Linked DNA regions of Xenopus tropicalis: region 2 is linked to region 1. The links are chromatin contacts, called in public Hi-C maps. All regions are on one chromosome and are shown on one strand. The core of a region is the stretch at or near the end of the contact, and the rest is flanking DNA. Distances in the headings are between cores, read along the strand shown.

What was found. Hi-C and Micro-C count contacts between places; a contact is called where the count stands out from the background.
Region 2: a Hi-C map of neurula embryo shows a contact between it and region 1, with 2.2 times the contacts expected there. The contact joins the promoter of jmjd1c here to the enhancer-like site in region 1. A contact is called at or near these places in 2 of 5 Hi-C or Micro-C datasets (brain and neurula embryo).

What each region holds. Positions count from the first base shown.
Region 1 is chr7:18,149,149-18,155,860 of UCB_Xtro_10.0, forward strand. jmjd1c (probable JmjC domain-containing histone demethylation protein 2C) reads right to left here. Exons shown (of 26, transcript XM_031905352.1): 2 at 6,567-6,712. Among named protein-coding and RNA genes, the nearest start is that of jmjd1c, 83 kb to the right of the region's middle. Within about 2 kb of position 3,398, at least 6 of the 11 cell types and tissues checked have an H3K27ac peak or open chromatin away from gene starts, as enhancers often do. A contact at or near this core is called in neurula embryo, where this site is marked.
Region 2 is chr7:18,234,015-18,239,832 of UCB_Xtro_10.0, forward strand. It overlaps jmjd1c (probable JmjC domain-containing histone demethylation protein 2C), which reads right to left and starts at 1,428. Exons shown (of 26, transcript XM_031905352.1): 1 at 1,045-1,428. The coding sequence starts at 1,218. LOC108648145 (a long non-coding RNA gene) reads left to right here and starts at 2,665. Exons shown (of 3, transcript XR_004223632.1): 1 at 2,665-2,794; 2 at 2,965-3,071.

The DNA of each region.
Region 1 (6,712 bases), core at 2,148-4,647:
TTGCACTTCAGTGTATAAAATACAAATGATTGCGACAGACTAATTTCTCGAACTGGTAATTTGGAAGGTTAAACCATGATAGGGCTATGGCAGGTCATGCTGTGGGCGGATCTATGGCTTTTCATTCGCTTCAAAAGTACAGATAGAATTAGACATTTACTATGGAATAAATCTGAGAAATGTAACCTTTATAAAGGAAAAGTTCATGTAAAAATTAACTTGACAGGTCACGACAAGTAAGACTTGTATCCCAGGGTATCCCAGGCAAAACAGATGGATACTGTACGACCGGCCATGTACTTGGGTGGCCATGTTCTGATCTGTTTGTTCACAGTCCAAACCATCAGAACTGCAGGAAGCCAAGTCTATTACCTTATGCTAATGCCCCAGGTACCCTCCTAGGTAGGAAATACTATTTTTAGTTTGGGAAGAATATCTACAGTCTGATAATACTACAGGGCTGTCTGCCTAACCCAATCCCTAAGCTGAGATACAGGCCTGGATAGTGGGCAGGTGCTTGTGTGCCATGAACCTTAAGGTGGCCATACATTATAGGATTCCCCCGCATAAGGCCTAGGGCCAAGCAATCAAAATACAAGATGGTGACAGGAGTGGTTGGAGTAAGGACTACATCAATGAGCTGATGCGGTCCCCGATCCGGCTAAAAAAATCAATCCCGTCACATCAACACCTGGACGATTTTTGGTTAGGGCCGTCAGGGATCCCAGTACAGATAAGCTGCTGAATTGGTCTAAAGGACCCAAATCAACAGCTTAAATCTGAATAGTGTGTTTGAGAGACGAGTTCAGGACTATAGGAGTCCTACTGGTGACCCATAAGCCAGCATTAAACAGACCTGGACATACTGATGAAATGTAACTGACAACAGTATTTTTTGTACTGAGAGTAAAGCCTAATAATAAGAGGGGGTATTGGAAAGTGAGTGAGGGCTAAGCTATATTAGGAGGCTTGGGGACATAGCTATTAGCACCATTAACACCTCCACATACATGGAACACTTCTGTTCTTCCATTTTCTTAGGGGAAACGTAAATAAGTTATAGTACCAAGGGGCAGGGCCAAGATGGCGGACAAAGATCTGAATAGATACAGGGCTTATGGGAACCTTACTGGACATTCATATGAATGTCATGAAGCATCACAACACAATGGAACTGCAGTATGAAAGAACATGGCTGTGTTTTTGGAAATCACCCGCTTAAAATGCATATATTGTATCGCGCTCCGGCGGGGAAACGTGCGCCTGAGAGATTCACATCTGCCGCGTCCTTATCCCTGTAACCGTATCCACATGATCCAAACAGGGATCTCAGTAATTGAGCTGCCAAGCGGCAGTTTCCTAATGAACAAATGTACTGTGGGGCTCAATAAGAAAGCGGCAATTAGTATTTTGTCCCCGTTGCTCATTTCCATTCGGTCTTTGCCTTCCTTGTCAAGTCGCACCGCATCTTGCTCTTTTCCATTATTCCAGCCTCTTGTGGGGGTGAAAATGTACAGCCTGTTCTTAGCCGATATTTTATGAAAGAGCCATTAAACTCGGTCCTCGGGGAATTTTTATATTGCGAGCGGCGCTGGCTGGCGAATACTGAGCAGCTAGCAAATGAATGCGAGTCAGAGAGACAAGTTAGCGGGGCTAACCTCAACCTCGCTCTAGAAGGCCATCTGCATTCATCAAATTCATAGTTTCATTGCGCGTTAGCAGACAGGCGCATATTATCCATCCCAACATAACCTAGCATTAGCGATATCTAATATACACACGGGGGAAGAACACAAACGCCATTTCCCAGAGTAATGCTGGAAACCCAGATTGCATCTATAGGGACAGATTAGGAGGTGGCTACATGTTTACTTTGTTTATAGGCCTTTAACAGCTTTATGTCTTAGAAATTCCATTATTTAGTATTACTATGTCCCTAGACCCTGGGCCGTATTTATCATGTAGGCCCAGGGCGCACATGGTGGATTCTCAGTCTGCAGATAAACGCGGGCCCATGCAATTGTTCCGGGGGCAGGCAAGGAAGAAGGCCAATGCCAGCGTAGGGGCAGATTCTCAGTAGGGTTGCCACCTGTCTGGTTTTGAACCGGACAGCCCAGTTTTCAAAGGGCTTTCCGAGTCAAAACTGCCTGCTCAGTTTTCCAAATTAGGCAGTGCCAGTAGGGCAATATTTACATTATAGGCACTTGAGGGCCTGTACCTTGCGGGGCAGCCTTAGGGGGGTGAGAATCTCCCTAGCTGAGGTCCTTGGCTGGACCTAAATACAGCACTGTCTGTACCTTTAAGTTTTTTCCCGGTGCCCCAGCCGCCCAGTCCGAAGACACATGGAGCTACTAATAGCAGCTACATGTCGTGGCTACTAAAATAGACAATGCTGATCATTTACTGATAATTGTCTCTACGTGTGTTTTAGCAGAGGCAATTCTCAGTATTCTCTATGGCAGGGTATTTTCTGACGTTTAGTAGCCGTGACAAATAGCTGCTACTAAATAGCTCCGTGTGTCTTCAACCTAAGGGCTCTGGCACACGGAGAGATTAGTTGCCCGCGGCAAATCTCCTGTGTCTCGGGCGACTAATCTCCCCCAAATGCCATCCCACCGGCGAAAATGTAAGTCGCCGGTGGGATGGCACACACTGCGCAAGCGATTTCGGCAAATCGGCGAAGTTGCCTCATGAGGCATTTTCGGCGATTTGCCTAAATCGCGCTGTCGCGTGTGCCATCCCACCGTCGACTTACATTTTCGCCGGTGGGATGGCAACTGATGGCAACTCGGGGAGATTGGTTGCGGGCGACTAATCTCCCCGTGTGCCAGAGCCCTAAAGCAGCCACACACAGGCCAACCAGGTATGCTCTCCAGTTTATTTGTATGATATTACTGGTACTTGTATGTCTTTACTTGATTAAATTCCCCCCCATGACAAGAAATTAAAGCTAGAACTGCCAGTCTAGTAACCATAGCACCCAATCAGCAGTCAGTTTTAACTAGTCCATTGCAGTTCGTATGTTGAAAGAGGGGGCCCTCGGCACGTGGCACAACAATAATGACAGACATTACTGACAATTAAAGATAATTAGATTTTGAACTTCAGCAAAGTAGAAAATTGTAAGACAAGCAGATGTTTTTGGCTGCGGGGAGTGAGAAGGGTGAAATAATATTATGACGAAGGGGATGCACAGGAGTGGGAGGTTAAAAATACAGTGCAGGGAATGAAAGATGAGACTGCTCCTCCCCTTAAACTTCATTTAACACTCTCCCTTCTTATCTGCCCAGTTCTAATTATAATCACCTACCCCCACCCCCCACCTTTATGTAAACAGAATGCAGGGAGTATGCGAGGCTGCTCCATGCTGTCTGTACTGGCTAAATAGCTTTTATGGAGGATAAGGGAGAGAAAGGCAAACAGGAAGTGTGCAGCCATCATTTGGGTTTGGGAAAGTGACAGGCGGTGCTGTGGTGTCAACAAAAGCTTTTGTGTGTGTGATACACGAGAAGGAAATGTGCAGCGATCACTTTGCATAGGGACTTGTGCAGATAGGGGAATGGCAACACTGCTTGTGAGCTGCTTGTGCGGGAAGCAAACAGGAAGCGTGCAGCCATCACTTCAGGTCTGGAAAGTGACAGGCTAAGCTATGATGTCAACAAAGCTTTTGTGTGGGATACATGAGACTGAAGGAAATGTGCGGGGATCACCTTGGGTAGGGACATGTGCTGATAGGATAAGGACAACATCGCTTGTGAGTTATGTCTGACAGAGGCAAACAGGAAATCTGCAGCCATCACTGAAAGCTGTGCGACCAAGTTATTCCAGGTCAGACATCTGTTATTCTACATGTTCAGCCGTTGGATAATTATAAAGTAATAATGGCACAGAAAGATGTATCGCAGGCATGCTGGGGTCCACCCACGGCGTCCCTTCTGTAGGCCTCGCGTTGGACAGGCCTGACTTAGGGTGCTTTGGATAGGGACACTCAGAGCTAGGAGCTCAATGCTTTTGTGTTGGAAGCATGAAAACAAAATGTGCAGTGATCACTTTGAATAGGGATAGGTAAAGCTATAATAATGAGAGCAATGTTTCAGAGTTCGTTGTGCGTTAGAGGAGGCAAACAGAAAATGTGCAGTGATCATTTAGGGTTTGGATGGGGACATGCAACGTTACATCAACAAAGCCTTTGTCTAGGATACTGGAAAAAAAGGGAAAAACGCATTGATCATTTAAGGTTTGAACAGTCTCACACAATGATAGAATGTCATCAAAGCTTTTGTGTAGGGTACTGGAACCTATGGCTAATGTGCAGTGATCATTTAGGGTACAGACAGTGACATACAATGATAGAATGTCATTTAGCCTTTTGTGTAGGGTACTGGAACCAATGGCTAATGTGCAGTGATCATTTAGGGTACGGACAGTGACATACAATGACCGAATGTCATTAAGCCTTTTGTGTAGGGTACTGGAACCAATGGCTAATGTGCAGTGATCATTTAGGGTACGGACAGTGACATACAATGACCGAATGTCATTAAGCCTTTTGTGTAGGGTACTGGAACCAATGGCAAATGTCCAGTGATCATTTAGGGTACAGACAGTGACATACAATGATAGAATGTCATGAAGCCTTTTGTGTAGGGTACTGGAACCAATGGCTAATGTCCAGTGATCATTAAGGATCTGGTTACTGCACAGTGCAGAGAGTTGAAGCCCTCTACATACTACTGACTACTATTGAAGTTTTGGTACTGTAACTAAATAGTAGACCACAGACAGCCCATTCCTTTAATAAAGTGGCACGGTATTCCTACTATAGAACTGCCCAAAGATGGGCCAAATCAGCGGGCCAACTGAATCTGAACTCAATCAACATATTCTCAATAACTGTACAACTCCGCAGGAGCATTACCCTGTTATTATCTGTAATCAGTAACCAAAGTACTGAATACTTGGGGTCTAGGGAACATTTCATATCTCTTTAGCATAAATGTAACATAATCTATACTTATTTCATAATTGGACCCCTTATATTATGCATGCATAAAAGGACACCATTTGATGAAGGATATAATTAGGGACCCAATAAAAAACTGCTGCCCTGTGCTATGTGGCAGAGATCATGTATCTTCCTGACCAGCGTAGAGCCTATTCCTAGAAATGACACACCACTACTGCCCGTCGGCATACAGAATGTTCTGCCAGCGCCCACAGAGTTAAATAACTGGCAGCTTTATTAGAGTATTGCTTTTCGTTCTTCCTGCGCCCAATTAGTGATGGGAAAGGCCACTTCTAGACTGTTCATTACCGGAATAGATGAGATCTAAAAGGAAAACATGTTCCTTTGGGCTTATTGTTTGGCAGTAAATGTGCCGGTGGTAGATTTGCCGTGACACATCGGAAAGGGGTAAGTGGATCTCAGTGCTAGAGAATGCACAATACAGCTGTGATTTCTGTCTGCCAAAAGGGAGTAGGTTCAGCATTCCCACCACCCTCAGCAAAGGAAAAACAATAGCCAATCAGATTGCACAAAGAGGGGTGGCCTATCAAGTAAGGTTTTGCTTCAGGAGGCTCAGAGAAATGGCCACCGGAGATGCGGTCGTCCCTGACAACAATTAAAGTGCCGGTGCCGCACACAAGTAGCAAACCCAAATAAACAAAGCAAAATAGGTTCAGGGAACACAGCAGAGTAATTCCCGCTATATAGCGAAGGGCTAAATATGTGAAATTGACAACTGTCTCTCAGTCAGGTTTAATACAAGGAATAAATAAATACAGTAAGGTGGATGCAAATGCACAATAAAAAACTGAATTCAAACACTTAATACAAAAATAATCAGAAAAGTATATAAAATGACCACATATCACAGCATTGCTAAGTAGGTACAGACAAATGTGGATCAGCTATCAAGAATCTTGGCATTTGGGCTAAAGAACATTTTTTTAAATACTTGTTCTCTTGCACTCTAGATTACACCCCTAAATAAGGACTGTACCTTTCATGACCATTGCTCTCTAGACTGTAGCCTTTCATGAGTATTTCTCTTTAGACTGTAGCCTCATTAAAGCTTGCATTAAACAGAACAAGGATGCTTAGGTGCAATCTAGAGAGCTATGATCATGGAAGGCTACAGTCTAGAGAGCCTCTGAATAGTATTGTTCTCTAGACTGTAGGGTTCCCTGAGCACTACCCTCTAGACTGTAGCCTTTAATAAGCAATTCTCTCTAGACTGTTCCCTTTTATGACCATTGCTCTCTAGACTGTAGCCTTTGATGGCCATTGCTCTCTAGACTGTAGCCTTTGATGGCCATTGCTCTCTAGACTGTAGCCTTTGATGGCCATTGCTCTCAACACTGTAGCCTTTGATGACCATTGCCCTCTAGACTGTAGCCTTACATGATCATCGCTCTCCAGACTGCACCATTTCCGCACATCTCTGTTCTGTTTAATGCGAGCTTTCACGAGCAGCACTCTTCTTTAACATTCATGTTGTTGCAGAGGTCACAGCAGAAAAGGTTCTATATAAAAAAATATATATAAAAAGCTTTAAACTCCTTACCAATGCAGGCCACTGGATGTGCTTGACCTTTGATCCCTGAGACTGGCTGGGGTCTTTTCGCTTAGCCCAGACCAGCTGGTACTCCACAAAAAAGGCTGTAAAATCTTCATACACTTTCACCCACTCTCGTTTATCCCATTCCAGGT
Region 2 (5,818 bases), core at 178-2,677, 83 kb after region 1:
TCAGAGGCACAGGCAGTGGTGATTACTAGTGTCACTCACTGACACGGGCAGAGGTCACCAGTAGCGGTATGGGGGGAGGGGGTGACCCCCTAGTCCCAACCATTGGCACAGGGACAGGTGATAATTATTATGATTCTGTGGCCACTCAGGGCAAGACAATCACTAGCCCCACTCATTGGCAAGGGGAGAGCTGATCACTAGCCCCATTGTGTCAGGAAAAACAGTGATCATCAGCCCAATGGAAAGTGACAACAAGCCCCACTCAGTGACAACAGCAGATCACTAACCCTACCGTGACCCGGGGGAGATGTCACTAGCCCCTCTCAGTGACACAGGGAGAAGTGATGAGTAGCCCCACTAGCCCCAAGGTTGCAATCACTAGCCCCAATGAGAGGCAACTATCCCTAAACCACTGGCACAGAGACAAGTGATCAATATTGCCCTCAGTATAGGGGATCACTAGCCCTATTCATGGAGAGGTGATCACTAGCCCCTCTTGGCAACACAGGGAAAAGGGGGGGGGGGCAGTTGATCCACTCAGCACAACAGGGATTAATAATCAATAGCCCTCTCTGTGACAGGGGGGTATTACTATCCCTATTCAGTGACTAAAGGTAAGGGGCAGGTTAGTCCCCTACAGGGGGTTTACTGATATTTGCCTGGGTATCTCCTTGGCTGTTAGAGGATTCTGGGAGTTGTAGTACGAGCTGGTAGCCCCAGTGGGTCCCTGCAGAGCCAGGCACAGACAAGCTATTCCAGTGGAGCCAGGCACCCTGCTCAGTGTAACAATCACACCCACACACCTACCTGCAAGCCCCGGCTATTGGGTACCTACAACTCCCTGCTCCCCTCCAACCCCCAGCTGGAAGTTGTGCTGTAACGCCGAGAGGCTGCCCAATGAGCCAGGGAGCCGTACCCATGCTATTATACAGCCCTGCATAGGGGATCCCTCCGTCTCTGCCAGTCCTTGCCCCGCAGAGCTGACAATCTACCTGACGCACAGCCACGTCCCCCAGCAGCGCCCGGTCTGCCCGCACATCTTACCGCCAGTTCTGGGTTGTCGCTGTCCCTGTGAGACACCGCTCGTATAACCCCGGCTCTCCAGCCCCAGCGACCAATCTGCCCGATCTCCCCGATCTCCGGCGGCTCCTCTCCTCCTCCAAGGACCAAGCAGACGAAGCGTTTCCCTACGAGCTCCGGCCGCACTCCCAGCGCCATGACAATAACACACAGCCCCGGTCAGAGCCCTCTCTCTCCGTTATGAGCGGCGGCGGCGGCACATGCTGAGAGTCCCCGGCTCCTTCCAGAGAAGTGTGTGCCGGCTCCTCCAGCCGCCGCGTCCCCCTAGCAGCCTCAGGCACTCAGAGCTGACACAGAGCAGCGTGAACCGCTCCGCCGCCCCCTGTCAGATGCTACGAGGACGACTAGTGGCGGCAGCAGACGGTGTCCTTCCGCCAGACTGGGCTCAAAAAAGTACCCCTGAACCTGAGGAAATCTGAGAGGTACAACCACTAAATAGCTACTCACTATTCACATAAGTAACAGCAACTGTAACAGTAAGTCATACTTACTGTATATTACTGGTAGTAAATTATTGCAAGATACAAATAAATGAAAAATAACAGTATAATAATATTGACATAGCAGATAAGGTTGAAAAATGACTGACTTGCCAAATGTCTTATTGTTTTCTTCTTCTTATAGCACAAATAATAATAATGACTTTTTCAAAAATGACATACAACTCCCGGCGCCCTCTGACACCTACAGTATCTATCAGATGGTCCTACTGCTTTTCCAGGACTCCATAACCAATAACTATAACAGCAACTTACTGTTTATTACTGGTAGTAAATTATTGCAAGATACAAATAAATGAATAATAACAGTATAATAATATTGACATAGCAGATAAGGTTGAAAAATGACTGACTTGCCAAATGTCTTATTGTTTTCTTCTTCTTATAGCACAAATAATAATAATGACTTTTTCAAAAATGACATACAACTCCCGGCACCCTCTGACACCCACAGTATCTATCAGATGGTCCTACTGCTTCTCCAGGACTCCATAACCAATTGTAAGATACAAATAAATGAAAAATAACAGTATAATAATATTGACATAACAGATAAGGCTGAAAAATGACTGAAAAATTTCTTATTTTTTTCTTCTTCTTATAGCACAAATAATAATAATGACTTTTTCAAAAATGACATACAACTCCCGGCACCTTCTGACACCCACAGTATCTATCAGATGGTCCTACTGCTTTTCCAGGACTCCATAACCAATAACTATAACAGCAACTTACTGTTTATTACTGGTAGTAAATTATTGCAAGATACAAATACATGAATAATAACAGTATAATAATATTGACATAGCAGATAAGGTTGAAAAATGACTGAAACATTTCTTATTTTTTTCTTCTTCTTATAGCATAAATAATAATAATGACTTTTTCAGAATTGACATACAACTCCCGGCGCCCTCTGACACCCACAGTATCTATCAGATGGTCCTACTGCTTTTCCAGGACTCCAAAACCAATTGTAAGATACAAATAAATGAATAATAACAGTATAATAATATTGACATAGCAGATAAGGTTGAAAAATGACTGAAAATTTTCTTTTTTTTTCTTCTTCTTATAGCACAAATAATAATAATGACTTTATCAGAATTGACATGCAACTCCCAGCACCATCTGACACCCAAAGCATCTCTGTCAGATGGTCCTACTGCTTCTCCAGGACTCCATAACCAATAACTATAACAGCAACTGTAACAGTAAGTCATACTTCCTGTTTATTACTGGTAGTAAATTGTTGTAAGATACAAATAAATGAATAATAACAGTATAATAATATTGACATAGCAGATAAGGTTGAAAAATGACTGAAAAATGTCTTATTTTTTTCTACTTCTTATAGCACAAATAATAATAATTACTTTTGCAGAATTGACATACAACTCCCGGCGCCTTCTGACACCCAAAGTATCTGTCAGATGGTCCTACTGCTTCTCCAGGACTCCATAACCAATAACCATAACAGCAACTGTAACAGTAAGTCACACTTACTGTTTATTACTGGTAATAAATTATTGCAAGATACAAATAAATGAATAATAACAGTATAATAATATTGACATAGCAGATAAGGTTGAAAAATGACTGATGTGCCACATTTGTAATTTTTTTTCTTCTTCTTATAGCACAAATAATAATTATTACTTTTTCAGAATTGACATACAACTCCCGGCGCCCTCCATAACCAATAACCACATCCATGAAAATAACATTCTATCAATTATAATATATAAGGACATGAGTTTCCAGTCAGGGTTGTTCACTCTGTACCTTAAGCTGGCCATACATGCACCAGTATAATGTTTGTGCAATTTTGGGACCATGTGTGGGCTCATCGGACAGGTTAGGAATATTCGTTCAGATAACAATAATATCTGTACAGGTATTGCCTATACATGGGTGATATACAATGTATTTCAGGGACATAACTTTCGTATAGTTGTTTTCTGGCAGTGATTAATGACCAAAACATTGTCAGATTTATTCTTTTTAGGACTTTAATCCTTCACTTTTAGTCAAAATATTAGTTTTAGATCTTTGCATTAAAACGTAAGATTGGTATCCAAGCGTTCGTCGTAAGACAACTAAAATCTGAACGTGTAAAGCAATTACCAAGTAAAGACTCCCAGCACCCCCAGCACCAAAACATTAAACATTCCTGCCCTATGTACAAAGCTTCAACATAACTGGCTGACTGAGTGCAGTAAATGGAACAGCAATACTGCGCCACCTGCTGGATGAACACAATATGTGCTCCTCTTACACCTTGGCTCCCTTCTAACTTTGGAGGGACAGACCTAAGGTCTCATATTCCATTATTGCCCCTTAATGCTCCATTGCTGCTCATTTCTAGGGGTGCTTCATCTATGGTCAAATTACCCCCAGCATGATGTGTTAAAGTGGTAGTTTTCCTTAAAATTAACATTTAGAAAGTTCTGACAACAGAATTGCAAGACAATCTGCACTTTTTTTGTGCGTGTTTTTAAAGAATGTCCCCTCAGACTTGCAATTCAAACTCATATCCATTTGCAAAATGCAAGGTAAATAGTAGAGGGACTAACAAAGCAAAAATAAGCAATCTCTAAATAGGAATAACAATAACACTGAAGTCTGTTTTTTTATTTTTGGTTGCCAGGGTCAGTGACCCCCTGATTACCAGGCAGCATCTTTAGCTGCAAGCTGGAAAAAGGCAAGAGTATTGGTCTGTCTATAGCATATTATATGTCATTAATATAAAGGTGGACTTCCCCTTTAAGCCTATTGCTGGACTATACACGCGGATGAATTGTAAAAGTGTGAATGGAAGGAATGGCACTGTGTCCCTCTGATGGTTCCCTTAGAAACCAAAACGAGTGGCCTGAATGGGGTATGTACAGTGATAAGGCTGCCAGGCTTAATATAATCATATAATGGAACTAAAAATCCAAAAGGTTGTTTAATATGCACAGTTAATCTGCCCTGAATAATGTTTAGAACGTATAGTGGGATTAGTAAATACGGATGCACTCTAATCCTTAGTATTCATAGATATTCTGAGCAGATTAGAAGCAGCCCAGCAATATGAAGGCAGATATGGCTGTGCACATCTAAACCTGGTTCAATTTAAATAAAAAGGTGTAAAATGATAGATGACAGATAGATATAGGCACCATCTCTCCCTACTATACCTGCTATCCCACAGCCACAGTCCCTTCCCAGAGGCTATTATCCCCCCACTGCTACTATAGGCACCATCTCTCCCTACTATACCTGCTGTCCCACAGCCACAGTCCCTTCCCAGAGGCTATTATCCCCCCACTGCTACTATAGGCACCATCTCTCCCTACTATACCTGCTGTCCCACAGCCACAGTCCCTTCCCAGAGGCTATTATCCCCCCACTGCTACTATAGGCACCACCTCTCCCTACTATACCTGCTGTCCCACAGCCCCAGTCCCTTCCCAGAGGCTATTATCCCCCCACTGCTACTATAGGCACCATCTCTCCCTACTATACCTGCTGTCCCACAGCCCCAGTCCCTTCCCAGAGGCTATTATCCCACTGCTACTATAGGCACCATCTCTCCCTACTATACCTGCTATCCCACAGCCCCAGTCCCTTCCCAGAGGCTATTATCCCCCCACTGCTACTATAGGCACCATCTCTCCCTACTATACCTGCTGTCCCACAGCCCCAGTCCCTTCCCAGAGGCTATTATCCCACTGCTACTATAGGCACCATCTCTCCCTACTATACCTGCTGTCCCACAGCCCCAGTCCCTTCCCAGAGGCTATTATCCCCCCACTGCTACTATAGGCACCATCTCTCCCTACTATACCTGCTGTCCCACAGCCCCAGTCCCTTCCCAGAGGCTATTATCCCACTGCTACTATAGGCACCATCTCTCCCTACTATACCTGCTATCCCACAGCCCCAGTCCCTTCCCAGAGGCTATTATCCCCCCACTGCTACTATAGGCACCATCTCTCCCTACTATACCTGCTATCCCACAGCCACAGTCATTTCCCAGAGGCTATTATCCCCCCACTGCTACTATAGGCACCATCTCTCCCTACTATACCTGCTATCCCACAGCCCCAGTCCCTTCCCAGAGGCTATTATCCCACTGCTACTATAGACACCATCTCTCCCTACTATACCTGCTATCCCACAGCCACAGTCCCTTCCCAGAGGCTATTATCCCCCCACTGTTACTATAGGCACCATCTCTCCCTACTATACCT